Linked DNA regions of Sus scrofa: region 1 is linked to region 2. The links are chromatin contacts, called in public Hi-C maps. All regions are on one chromosome and are shown on one strand. The core of a region is the stretch at or near the end of the contact, and the rest is flanking DNA. Distances in the headings are between cores, read along the strand shown. Region 1 has its middle 12 kb from the start of CD8A. Region 2 holds the start of THNSL2 (threonine synthase-like 2).

The links. Hi-C and Micro-C count contacts between places; a contact is called where the count stands out from the background.
Region 1: a Hi-C map of retroperitoneal adipose tissue shows a contact between it and region 2, with 1.6 times the contacts expected there. The contact joins the enhancer-like site here to the promoter of THNSL2 in region 2. A contact is called at or near these places in 1 of 5 promoter capture datasets (liver) and 12 of 47 Hi-C or Micro-C datasets (brain, embryonic fibroblasts, epiblast stem cells and 8 more).

Annotation. Positions count from the first base shown.
Region 1 is chr3:58,007,665-58,014,344 of Sscrofa11.1, forward strand. It overlaps a transcript of CD8A not described here. Among named protein-coding and RNA genes, the nearest start is that of CD8A, 12 kb to the right of the region's middle. Within about 2 kb of position 4,852, at least 24 of the 83 cell types and tissues checked have an H3K27ac peak or open chromatin away from gene starts, as enhancers often do. A contact at or near this core is called in liver and retroperitoneal adipose tissue, where this site is marked.
Region 2 is chr3:57,816,667-57,822,781 of Sscrofa11.1, forward strand. It overlaps THNSL2 (threonine synthase-like 2), which reads right to left and starts at 4,630. Exons shown (of 11, transcript XM_021087277.1): 1 at 2,375-4,630; 2 at 1,965-2,199. The coding sequence starts at 2,578.

The DNA of each region.
Region 1 (6,680 bases), core at 3,602-6,101, 190 kb after region 2:
TGGCAAGAGTTCCTTGTTTTCTGTGGCTGAATAGTATTCCATTGCCTACATACACCACATTTTCTTTATCCATCCATTCATCTATGGACACTTAAGTTGTTTCCATATCTTAGCTATTGTGAAAAATGCTGCAATGAACATGGGGTTGTCTCTTCCAGATAGTGATTTCGTTTCCTTCAGAGAAACTCTCAGAAGTGGAATTGCTAGATCAGATGGTAGTTCTATTTTTAATTCTTGGAGGAACCATCATACTGTTTTTCTATAGTAGCTGTACCAATTTACATTCCCACCAATGGTACTCAAGGGCTCCCTTTTCTCCACACACCCTCAGCAACTCTTGTTTTATCCTATCTTTTTGATAATAGCCATTCTAACAGATGTGGGTGATATCTCATTATGGTTTTGATTTGCATTTCCCTAATAATAGTAATGCTGATCATCTTCTCATGTACATATTAGCCATTTGTGTATCTTCTTTGGAAAGGTACCCATTCAGTTCCTCTGCCTATTTCTTAATAGGATTGTTCAATTTTTTTGCTCTTGAGTTGTACGAGTTCTTTATTTTTTACTTATTTTTTTATTTTTGTCTTTTTGCTTTTTCTAGGGCCGCTCCTGCTGCACATGGAGGTTCCCAGGCTAGGGGTCTAATCGAAGCTATAGCTGCCGGCCTACGCCAGAGCCACAGAAACTCAGGATCCGAGCCACATCTGCAACCTACACCACAGCTCACGGCAACCTCATCGTTCCTAGTCGATTCGTCAACACTGAGCCACGACAGGAACTCCCTCTACATTTTTTGTCTATTGACTCCTTATCAGAGATATGATTTCCCTGGATATTTTTATTTTATTTTATTTTATTTATTTATTGCTTTTTAGGGCCACACCTGTGGCATATGGAAGTTCCCTGGTTCCCTGGCTAGGGGTCAAATTAGAGCTACCCCTGCTGGCCTACGCCACAGCCACAGCAATGCCAGATCCAAGCCAAGTCTGTGACCTACACCACAGCTCAAGGCAACACCAGATCTTTAACCCACTGAGTAAGGCCAGGGATCGAACCTGTGTCATCATGGTTACTAGTTGGGGTCATTACCGCTGAGCCACAATGGGCACTCCTGCCTAAAGTTATATTAAAAACAACCATCAATCGAAAATTCAATGGACTCCAAAAGCATAAATACAAGCCACATTCTCAGACCATAGAACAAGAAAATTAAAGCAAATGGGGATCAACCTATTTACTTAAAAAAAGGGTAACTTTTATTAGTTCCGGTCTTAGTGCAGTGGTTAACGAATCTGACTCGGAACCACGAGGTTATGGGTTCGATCCCTGGCCTTGCTCAGTGGGTTAAGGATCCGGCGTTGCCGTGAGCTGTGGTGTAGGTTGCAGATGCGGCTCGGATCCTGCGTTGCTGTGGCTCTGGCATAGGCCGGCGCTACAGCTCCGATTAGACCTCTAGCCTGGGATCTCCATATGCCATGAGAGTGGACCTAAGAAAAGGCAAAAAAGGACAAAAAAAAAAAAAAAGAAAGAATCTAACTGCAGTGGCTCTGGCTCCTGCAGAGTCTCAGGTTCAGCCCCCAGCCCAGCACAGAGGGTTAAAGAATCTACTGCCTAATGTTGAACCTCAGATTCAGTCCCTGGCCTGGAAATTCCATATGCCACAGTTGTGGCCATAAAATTAAAAAAATAAAACAAACAAAAAATTATAGTTGAAATTACATACCATTAGATACCACCATATCATAATGAAAAAGTAGACATAACCTAAATGTCCAATTAAATGGGCAAAATATAACAAAATATTATGCAGATGTCAAGTGAGACTCGTGAAGAACATATTATAAGAGAAATGCATGTGAAATTTATAAAAGCAACCTGGAAACCTGAATAGGAAATAATGGTGACAATGAAAAATTAAATGCATAAGTATAGGATTCAAGACAAAAAAAATACTATAAATGCACCAAAATGTTAAGAGATATTATAGTTCCATATTGGCTCTATGAGAGATTATGTTTTCTTTTCTATTTCCCAAATTTTTTAACCTGAAAAACAGGTAGGGAGTTCCCATTGTGGCTCGGTGTGTTAAAAACCAACTGGTATCCACGAAGATGCGGGTTGGATCCCTGGCCTCGCTCAGTGGGTTAAGGATCCAGCGTTTTGGTTAGCTGTGGGCTAGGTCGCAGACGTGACTCCCACCCTGCCTTGCTGTGGCTGTGGCTCCAATTCAACCCCTAGCCTGGGAACTTCCATATGCCAGCAGGTATGGCCCTAAAAACAAACAAACAAACAAACAAAAGCAAAACTTCTTTAGGTTAAGTAATTTTTGTTTAATTTTTATTTTATATTGGCGTATAGTTGAGTTACAATATTGTGTTAGTTTGAGGTGTGCAGCAAAATGATTCAGCAAACGTATACATGTAATTCTTTTTGATTATTTTTCCATATAGGTTATTACAGACTATGGAGATGTGTTCCCCGTGCTATTTTTAGGTAAATATTGATTGTACACATCTGAGGCAGAGAGGAATTTAGGCATTTTCTAAAGTCACAAATTCAGGTGCGGGGCAGCAGTGGGGGAGGGGGCCGAGGCATTCACTGCGGTCCACACCACCCCCGCCCCCTACCCCCACTGCTGTGTTTAATCAGCCCAGGCCTCGTGTGAACAACCAGAAATGGTGATTCACATCATCCCAGAAGAAACTGCCTAGGCCTACTTACTTGCTAGTGGCTGACAGCAGGGCAGACACGTTTTGACCAAGGGGCTCTGGTTCTGAGCACCCCAGGGTCAGTGAAGGGCTGGGCCTTCCGGGAAAACTAAAACCAAGAGCAGAATGAAATCGGTGAATGGGAAAAGGGAACTTCAGAGAAGTCCTATCGCCTGGAACCTCCCACCTCAGTCCCAGGCTTTCCCTTCTCCCAGACCCGCCGGTCCGAGGCCAAACCTCTGCCGGGACCTTTCTCTACACAGCGACCTCCGCGGAGACCAGGGGCGGGCCGCTGCATCTGCACCCAGGACCTCCCAAGACCCCCGACCCCCGTGCACTTCCTGCTTGGTGCTCGTCTCCCCCTTCCCCCTGGGCCCAGGGCCCCCTCTAGGGGCTGCAGGTCTGGATGAGCGAGCGGAGGACCCCGCCTGCCTGCCCTCCGCTCCCGGGGCCCATCAGACTGAGACCGGGTTAGCTCCGGGCCCAGGATCTCCAGTCCCATCCCTTTTCATTTTCCTTTGAGGGAAGAAAAGTTGGGAGAACGCACAGCCTGGCCCAAAGAAGAGAGGTTCTCAAACTGGGGACTGGTACCCACCATGAAAGGGTTGACATTCTATTTCTACCGAAGATGCATTGCACAGAGGGCTTAGGACAAATTGGTAGAGATTGAGGAACTGGGGGAGGTTAGGGGTCTAACTGAGACATCTCCTGGCCCTTTCTGGGACCTGAAATTTCATCTTTAACCAGTCTTTTGGTCCCCTGTCAAATGCAAATCCTGCCCTCCATTCTCCTCCACTCCATCCCCCTACATCCTTGGTCGCCAAAGAAAAGAGGAGTTCTAGGGGCCTGGAATAGGACTCTGGGGAGTCGCGAGTCGGGATGGGGATCCTGAGAAAGCCGAGGCCCAAAGCCACAGCCAGGGAAGAGCTAGGTGGAGTCGTTGAAGAGCGCAGGTGGACGGCTGGCTGAGAGGGAAGGAGCACCAGCTTCAGTTTTGCATGCCGGCTGGGCGAGGGCGCGGACTGAATTCAGAATTGCTTCCTACCCACCCCACCCCCTGGCCCCAAAGAGGCCAAAGCTAGAACAACATTGCCCCCTGCTGTTGGATTCGATTTAAGTCTCAGTCCCCACCTACCTCCGGAGTTACTTCCAGTAAGATAAGCACCCTTCTTGGGCCTCCGATTTTCTTTCCCTGTGAAGTAAATGTGTTGGACTGGATCTTCTCTGAGCTCACTTCCAGGTCCGGATCCCTCTTTTTTCCCCAACCAGGCCCAACCATCTCTCCTTCCTTCACCCCACCCCACCCCACCCCAAATGGTCCTGCACACCCACCATGGGTTCCCAGTTTCTGCCCCTGTGTTGCGCGCTGAGCTCTCACATAGGTAGCTGCATAAATCCAGGACTTGCCCCTCGTTTGGAGCTACTGTTTTTTTAGGGTGAAGAGTGGGAAATGTGCTGACTGCCTGTGATCGGGGCTGGCTGTACCCAGAAAATTCCTGTGAGAAATGGTGGGCTCGAATTCAGGCTTTGGATCCACCGGCATGGTATTTTAGACCTCTTCCAAGTCTGGCCCAGAGAACTGTACAGATCGAGTGACTGCGAGGGAAGGGAGCTCGTGAACGGGGTCCCACCTCGTTTCCAGCATCATCTCTGCCTCAACAGCCCTGCTGGGTGCTGTCTTCCCCAGACACACGGAGCGGCTTCTGGCCATCCTGTCTTTGCCACGCTGTCTGGCTATCTGCCTTCAGCCAGGCTCCCCATCCAACAGCCTGGCTCCCACCACTCCTGCGTCTTCGCCTCCAGAAAGACTGAGTCTAGGCACAGCCGGCTCTAGTCGCCCTGGTCGCCCCACCCCCCTCCCGCCCCCACCCAACCCCCACTGGCTGGCAGGAGGCTGGTCTCCTCTGCGCCTGTCCGTGGCTGCACCCACCACATCCTGGCACCCTCATTGCGGTATCACGTGTTCCCTTGTCTGTCCGCGTTGCTGAGCAGGCATCCGTGCCCAGGACGGCAGCAGACCAAGAAGCTTGACAGCAGCTGCAAACCCTAGTGACACCCCCCTCCCCCTGTAGCTCCTCTCCACTGCACAACCACGTTTGTGGGGAGGTGGGGGGCGTCTCTACGGTCCAAGTAAAATGATTGGGGACTGGGACGGGACGGGGCGGGGCGGGGGTGAGATCCTCTTTCATGCCTCTGGCTCTAAGCATATCAGACATATTCCTGAAGGGCAGTTTATCCCAGTGTCTGGGGTGTGGAGGAAGCAGCTCATTTCTTCTGGTTTAACTGAGAAGGTGCAAACCATCTTGAGAAATCCTCCAACCCTTTTCATTCCGCCTCCATCAAAGGAGGGGGAGGAGCGGCAGAAGGAGTTAGAGGATTTGTTCTAGAGAAAGGATGGGAAAAGCCTTTGGCTTCCCTCATCTTCTTTTCTTTCCATCCCTAGCTTGGCCTTTTCTCCCTTCCTCTGTCCAGGTGCACACCTCCCTCCTCCTCCTCTTCCCAGAGGAAAACACTGCTATAAAGTGGGTACCGTCTACCGGGGGTTGGAGGCTTTGAGGCCCGCCCTCGGGTTCTGGTGGTTAGCTGTGGAAACAGTCACTCTCTGCTCTTGCGATGTTTCCATTGTTGCTGTCCTCAGCTTCCACAGCTCACCCCAGCAGGTAACCAAAGAGAACAATTCAGATCCCCTCGGAAAGTTGGGGGGGGGAGGGGAGGGAGGGTGGGGAATGCGGGTCTGCCCACTGGCCAAGTCATAGTTTGTAAAATGTGAGCTGAAAAGCATTATGGGCCAATTGAGATTACTTCATATATGCTCCATCAGCACCCAAATAAAAGAATTAAGTACCTGTGTCAAAAGAAAAATTTCCACTGACTTTTCAAAGTTTCTATTTTGCATAAACTGTTTCCAAGACAAGACAACAAATTGTCTCACCAAAAAAGAAGAAAGAGGGGGAGGCAGAAGAGGGGGAGGGGAAAGAGAGGAGACTTTTGATAGTTTATTTTGCTTCCCCAATTTTTTTTGGCAGAGCCTTAACTATGAATACTGTTGGATCAGGACAATCTGTGAATGGACAGAGCCGAAGCCTCCTTTGGTTTTTGAAATTAGTAATGAATAACTAATTGGAAAGAAATCAAGTTCTTTAAGCACCAACAAAATTTGTACTTTAAATGATGCGAGTTCTGGAAGGCTGGGACAGCCCCTGGTGTGTGGAAGTTAAACATTGTTGACACTAAAATAAGGGAAAGAGGAGTTCCCACTGTGGCGAGCAGGGGATTAAAGATCTGGTGTTGTCATCAAAGTAGCTCAGGTTGCTACAGTGGCGCAAGTTTGATCCATGATTTGAGAACTTCCACATGCTGCAGGCGCAATCAAAAAGCAAAACAGAACCAAAAAAAAAAAAAAAAAAAAAAAGGAAAGAAAGCAAGTAGGTGCTTTTCAGAAAAGGCTGAATGGCCAATATCTGACAAAATGTACAATCCCAACCTTGTTTAGGGAGATGCAGGTTTAAACAGGAATAAGATACCAACTCACACCTATTTAATCCGCAGAACTGAAAAGACTGGCAAAGCCCAGAATTATAAAGCATGTGGGTATAAATGGAACCACATTCACAGCCGGTGTGGGTATAAGCAGGTACCCTTGCTTTGGAGAAAAAATTGCCAACAGCTGTGGGGGTAAAAGAAACAGATGCTTCAGGTTATCCTTCCCCTCAAGGTCAACATCCTCCTTAGGTCTTTCCTCGTCCAGGTTGACACCCTAGGAGAAAATCTTGTACTCAAAGGACTTTAGGGAATTTATGTACGTGGATGTCCTCTGTAGTGTCATTTACAATGACAAAAACTAGAAACAGCCAAAAGGTCCATCAACAAAAGACTAGAGAAATAAACAGTGGCATTGTCATCAAATCTTATTTCTTTTGTATCCCTCCCGTCCACCAAGTATGAAAGACTATGTAATCCACTTATTCA
Region 2 (6,115 bases), core at 3,380-5,879:
TGCAGGTTGCAGACGCGGTTCGGATCCCAAATTGCTGTGGCTCTGGCATAGGCCGGCAGCTGCAGCTCTGATTAGACCCCTAGCCTGGGAACCTCCATGTGCCCTGGGAAGCGGCCCTAGAAAAGGCAAAAAGACAAAAAAAAAAAAAAAAAAAACCAAAACAAAAAAACAAAACCATTAACCTTCTCCCCTATCATCAAATCCTCGAATAAACTGTAGTCTCATTGGCCTGAAGCACTGTGTGTTTAAAAGTGTTTGTATTGTATGAAGTTACTCTACTACTACCTTGGGGTTTCCACTGAATGTTTTACACTGGCCTTATAGAATTTCATTTGCTTCCCTGCCCTTCTTCTGATGTAACTAACAAACCAAGGGTTACCATATCAGCTGCAGAGAGAAACTAGGGTGGGCCAAGTGCAACCAGTCTGAGAAGCCCTGGCCTGTCTTGGTCCTAGTTTTTTGTTTGTTTGTTTGTTTGTTTTCTTTTGCATTAAAGTATAGTTGCTTTACAATGTTGTGCCAATCTCTGCTGCACAGCAAAATGACTCAGGCATATATATAAATATATACATTCTTTTTTTTTGCTTTTTAGGGCTGCACCCATGGCATATGGAGGTTCCCAGGCTAGGGGCTGAATTGGAGCTGTAGCCACTGGCCTACACCACAGCCACAGCAAAGCAGGAGCAGAGCCATGTCTTCGACCTACACCGCAGCTCACAGCAACACCAGATCCGTAACCACCGAGTGAGGCCAGGGATCAAACCCATATCCTCAGGGATGCTAGTTGGATTCGTTTCCACCGTGCCATGATGGGAACGCCCTACCTTCTTTTTAAAATAATATTTACCATCATGGTTTATCCCAGAAGATTGGATATAGTTCCCTGTGCCATACTGGGTTTTTTGGGGTTTTTTTTTTTTTAGGGCTGAACTGCAGCATATGGAGGTTCCCAGGCTGATGATCAAATCGGAGCTGTAGCCGCTGGCCTACACCACAGCCATAGCAATGCCATATCTGAGCCTCAACTGCGACCTACACTCAGCTCACGGCAACACCGCTCCTGAACCCACTGATCAAGGCCAGGGATCAAACCTGCGTCCTCATGGATACTAGTCAGATTAATTTCTGATGAGCCACGACAGGAACTCCTATACTGTTTGACATTATTTTCCATCCATTCTAAAGGTAATTGTTAGCATCAACTAATCCCAAACTCCCAGTCCATCCCACTTCCTCTAATCTTTTTTTAAAAATGTACGTTACTGAAGAAGTTGATTACAATGTTGTGTTTATTTGTGCTGTACAGCAAAGTGACTCAATTATGCTATATGTACATTCCTTTTCATATTCTTCTCCATTATGGTTTGTCACAGGATACTGAATACAGTTGCCTATAGTATACAGGAGGACCTTGTAGTTTATTCTTTCTGTTATAATAGATTGCATCTGCTAATCGCAACTCTAGTCTTGAGGTTTTTTTTGTTTTTTTTTTTTTTTTTTTTTTTTTTTGTATTTTTAGATCTGCGCCCGCAGCATATGGAGGTTCCCAGGCCAGGGGTCTAATCGGAGCTGTAGCTGCTGGCCTACACCACAGCCTCAGCAATGCCGGATCCTTAACCCAATGAGCGAGGCCAAGGATGGATCCCGCAACCTCATGGTTCCTAGTCAGACTGGTTTCCCCTGAGCCATGACAGGAAGTCCTTGAAAGAGTTTTTAAATAATAAACAATCTGCAGATTACTTTGGCATTCCTCCCACTGGAGGTGGGAGCTGGAATGGATGAAGTTTGGGGGATATTTCCCATTTTAGGGTTCCAGAGTCTGGAAAAAACTCCAAATTTGTGGGAAATGTGACTAGGGACCTCCTAGGGGTTAAATGATGGATTTGCAGCTCGGGGATGGTGGGGCGGGGGGTGGTGCTGACCGAAGAGTAAGGTGGGAGAGGAGAGACGTAGGAGCTGCTCACCGTTTAAGTCATCCTTTGGAATAAGCTCCGGGCCAATGAAGAGGCTGCACAGCGCCTTCACCAGGCCAGCGTAGGAGAGCCCACTCCACTGGCGCAAGGTCTCCCCGCCCAGCTGTGGGAGTTCCTCAGGCATGTAGAGGCCCCCGTCCGGGGCATAGCCAGAGAAGAGCGCCCCCTCAAAGTCGACCCGAGGGGCCATCCCCCGAGTGCTGACGTACCACATGATCCTGGAGACCTGCAGAGGGAACAGTCCCAGAGGCACCTGACCTCCAAGCTTGGTAACCTAGGGGGCAAAGCTGAAGTACTTGAAGCCCCTGGGTCATGTAGTAAGATCTCACGCCAGCTTCATCTGAAACTGTACAAATCATGACCTCACCCATCAAAAGGAGGCAATTCCACTGAACTACTACCTCAAAAGAAGGCGTAATGGAACATGCTGGGAAAGGAGAAAGCTTGGTCCCCACTGATGACGAAGAAGTCCCTGGGGTGGGGAAAAATAATAGCAATGATAAGGCAAGTGCCATTTTGATACTCCTCTCGATAAGGAGAGGACTACACACTCGATTATGCACCCTTCTGAGATACCTGTGTCCACTTCTGCTCAAACAAATCATTACCTTCAATGGATTTTTAGCAATGTTACCTATAACCTAATGGTTCTCCATGCTGGTAGTTTGTTGGAATCAACTTGGGGAAAAAAATACCCCTACCTTGGGGCCCCACCTGGATCAATTAAATTGAAATCTCTACACAAGGCTCCTTGGATGGATCTAATGTGCAGCAAGGATTAACAACTGTGTAGCCAACTTATCCCAGGTTGCTTGGAACTTTCCTAGTTTTAAAATTTAAAGTCCCCAGAGAGAGTTCCTACTATGACATAGTGGGTTAAGGATCTCAAGTCTCTGGTTTGATCCCCAGCCCAGTGCTGTGGATTGGCATTACTGCAGCGTGTTGTAGGTCTCAGCTGCAGCTCAGATTCAGTCCCTGCCCTGGGAAATTTCATATGCCTTGGGTGCGGCCAAAAAGAAGAAGAAGAAAACCCTTAAAGTCCCCAGTCCCAGGAAACCACTCAGTCCCAGGCAAACTAGTATAGTTGGTCATCCCAGTTGAAAACCAGTGCCCTATTGGGTTGTGATGATCATTGTACAACTTTAAATGTAATAAAATTCATTGAGTTAAGAAAAAAATGGTGCCCTATGTCTCAGCGTAACATGAGAAGAATAGTTCAATGGCTGATGCAGTACTATTAATCTGGCCATAGCTAACTGGCCCCATGTGGACTCAGAATTCTGATTAGCATGGAGGGAGATGGGGTCCAAGGGCACCTCAGGCATAACTCTGGTCACGCATTTCATCGGTTAGGTTCCCAGGAGCCAAGGGCCGTGCTGAGGAGCTGGGTTGAGCTCTGGATCATGGCTGTGAATTCTTTCTTTTCTTTTTTTGTCTTTTTAGGGCTGCACCTGCAGCATATGGAGGTCCAGGCTAGGGGTTGAATTGGAGCGACAGTTGCCAGTCTAAACCACAGCCACAGCAATGAGGGATTGAGCTGCGTCTGTGACCTACACCACAGCTCAGGTCAATGCTGGATCCTTAACCCACTAAATGAGGCCAGGGATTGAACCTCCATCTTCATGGATGCTAGTCGGGTTCATTTCCACTGAGCCACGATGGGAATTCTTGTGAATTCTGATTATAAATCCCCATAGCACTTCTGGGGATGAATCTGGCTAGACATAGCTCTCAGCACCAGCTTGGACTCATTTCTGTGCCAGGGCCAGCAGGGAACCCCTGCTCTCTGGGGACAAAGCCACCTGAAGCCTTCCACCTATGAGAAAGGGAAGTGACTATGTGGCAGTGACCTGGAAGAACTCTGGTTTCCTAGACTGCGGATCTGATGCCTCTGAGCCCAGTGCAAATCCACATGAGCCACTTGCCACTCCCAAGCCTACAAGTGCATTTAGCTTACAGAGACAAGTTGAATTGTCCATACCATGGATCTTTGGAAAGTGAAAGTAGATATTATTAATAATTATGCTGGGGAATTCTCATTTTGGCTCAGTGGTAACAAACCCAGCTAGGATCCATGAGGATGCAGGTTCCATCTCTGGCCCCACTCAGTGGGTTAAGGATCCAGCATTGCCATGAGCTGTGGTGTAGGTTGCAGATGCTGCTCAGATCTGGCATTGCTGTGGCTGTGGTATAGGCCGGAAACTGCAGCTCTGATTCGACCCCTAGCCTGGGAACTCACATATGCCACACCTGTGGCATACACACACACACACACACACATATATATATACACACACATATATGTATGTGTGTATGTATGTATATGTATATGTATGTATGTATGTACACACACACACACATACTGGGACAATGGGGATAAACCAGAACTGTCTCAGGCCAAATTGGAAATATCACCTTGCATAGGGGTCCACACCACAGAAATGGAATCAGGGTAACTCCCAAGCCAACTGCAGGGAGTAAGCAAGGAAAGCCCAAAACAGAACCAAGGCAGGAGGGCAGGGGGCTAGCAGTGCCTTCAACAAAGGGAGGACTATCTTTCCTTTTAGGGACGCACCCTCGACATATGGAGGTTCCCAGGCTAGGGGTCGAATCAGAAGCTACAGCTGCTGGACTATACCACAGCCACGCCAGATCCGAGCCGAGTCTGCGACCTACACCACAGCTCACAGCAATGCTGGATCCTTAACCCATTGATCGAGGCCAGGGATTGAACCCACAACCTCATGGTTCCTAGTCAGACTGGTTTCTGCTGTGCCACGAGGGGAACTCCAAGAGAGGGCTCTCTGTAACTCTGTGGCAAGGGTCAGAGCCAATATGAACTGCCCAAGACCTTGGAGTAACCAGGGGGCGATCCTGCCGGGCCACCTCTGCAGCCAGACCAAAGGAAAGAAGACAATTGTGTTGTCAAAGAAGTTGAGTCGGACATGAGGGCAGGAGCAAAGGCAGGCAGGGCTCTGAGCAAGAGCCAAAGAAAACATCTGCAGAACTCTCTGCCCTGAGGAGTGGGGGGACAGTGGATCACATCACACCTGGGGCACTGGGCTCTGTTCTGGGCTCCTCCCCACGCCAAGGAGGAGGTGGATAAACTGGCCCAGGAACAAAAGAGAGGGCCTGACACCAGGCTCTGCAACCATCACAGAAAGAACTGGACTGACCAACACACAGGTGGCTGTCTTCCCCAGGAATGGTAGCCCCTGTTCTGTCCAAGGACCCCAAGGAGCCAGAATGGGAAAAACTACGTGACATACACTGCTGGGTTCAGTGTTAGGTAAACCAAATAGAGAAGCCAGAAGTAGAAGCAGCTGCCCCAGTGACACAAGCTGGGACCTGGGACCTGGGACCCTTTGCTACAGTGCTTTTGCACCTGGTCAAACATCTCCTGGAACAACAAAATACAAAGAAACTATAAGGGACTGAAAGTAACTGTACCTGCCAGCAGTTGGATCAAATTACCGGCAAAAAGATACAAAAAAACCCCCCTAAAAACCCAGCTGCCATTTCTGAAAAGCCCAGAGCAAAGGCAGGGTGTTGGGGCAAAAGCAGGCATGTCCCCTGCACACAATCCCACCCAAACCACCCCTGTGGCTGGACTCCTGGACCTGCCTCTATCCAAGCCCCATACAAGGAATCAGCTCCCGCCCTTCCTCGGGGAAACCTGTTGCTTGCTTTTTGCTCCATGCGCAGCAGCAGGGGCCCCATACAGCCTTGCCTGAGTTTCTGGCCTGGCCTCTCATTTCTATTGACTAAGGTCAGCCGAGAACCCAGATAACAACAGGATGGGGTGAAGCCGAGGAAGAAAATCAAGCACCCTGGTTGGAGTGCTGCATGGGGTGGGACTAAGTGGCCTCTGTTGAAGGAGGTTTTATAATTTTCCCATGCCACTCCACTGGACCCTGTTCCAGAGTGGAGCAGGATCCAAAAAACTCTGACCACTAAACCTAGAGAAAAAAACAAGGGAAAAGAGACACCACCCCAAGGCAGGGGCACATTTCAGGAAGGGCTCCTTGAGGAGGTGATTTTTCTGAGCAGGGGTGGAGGCAGGGCGGAGGCTTAAACCCCCAAGGTGGGTTGGACTGATCACTGACTGCAGACTGCGCCCCTAGGGTGGAAGCCCGGCAGGC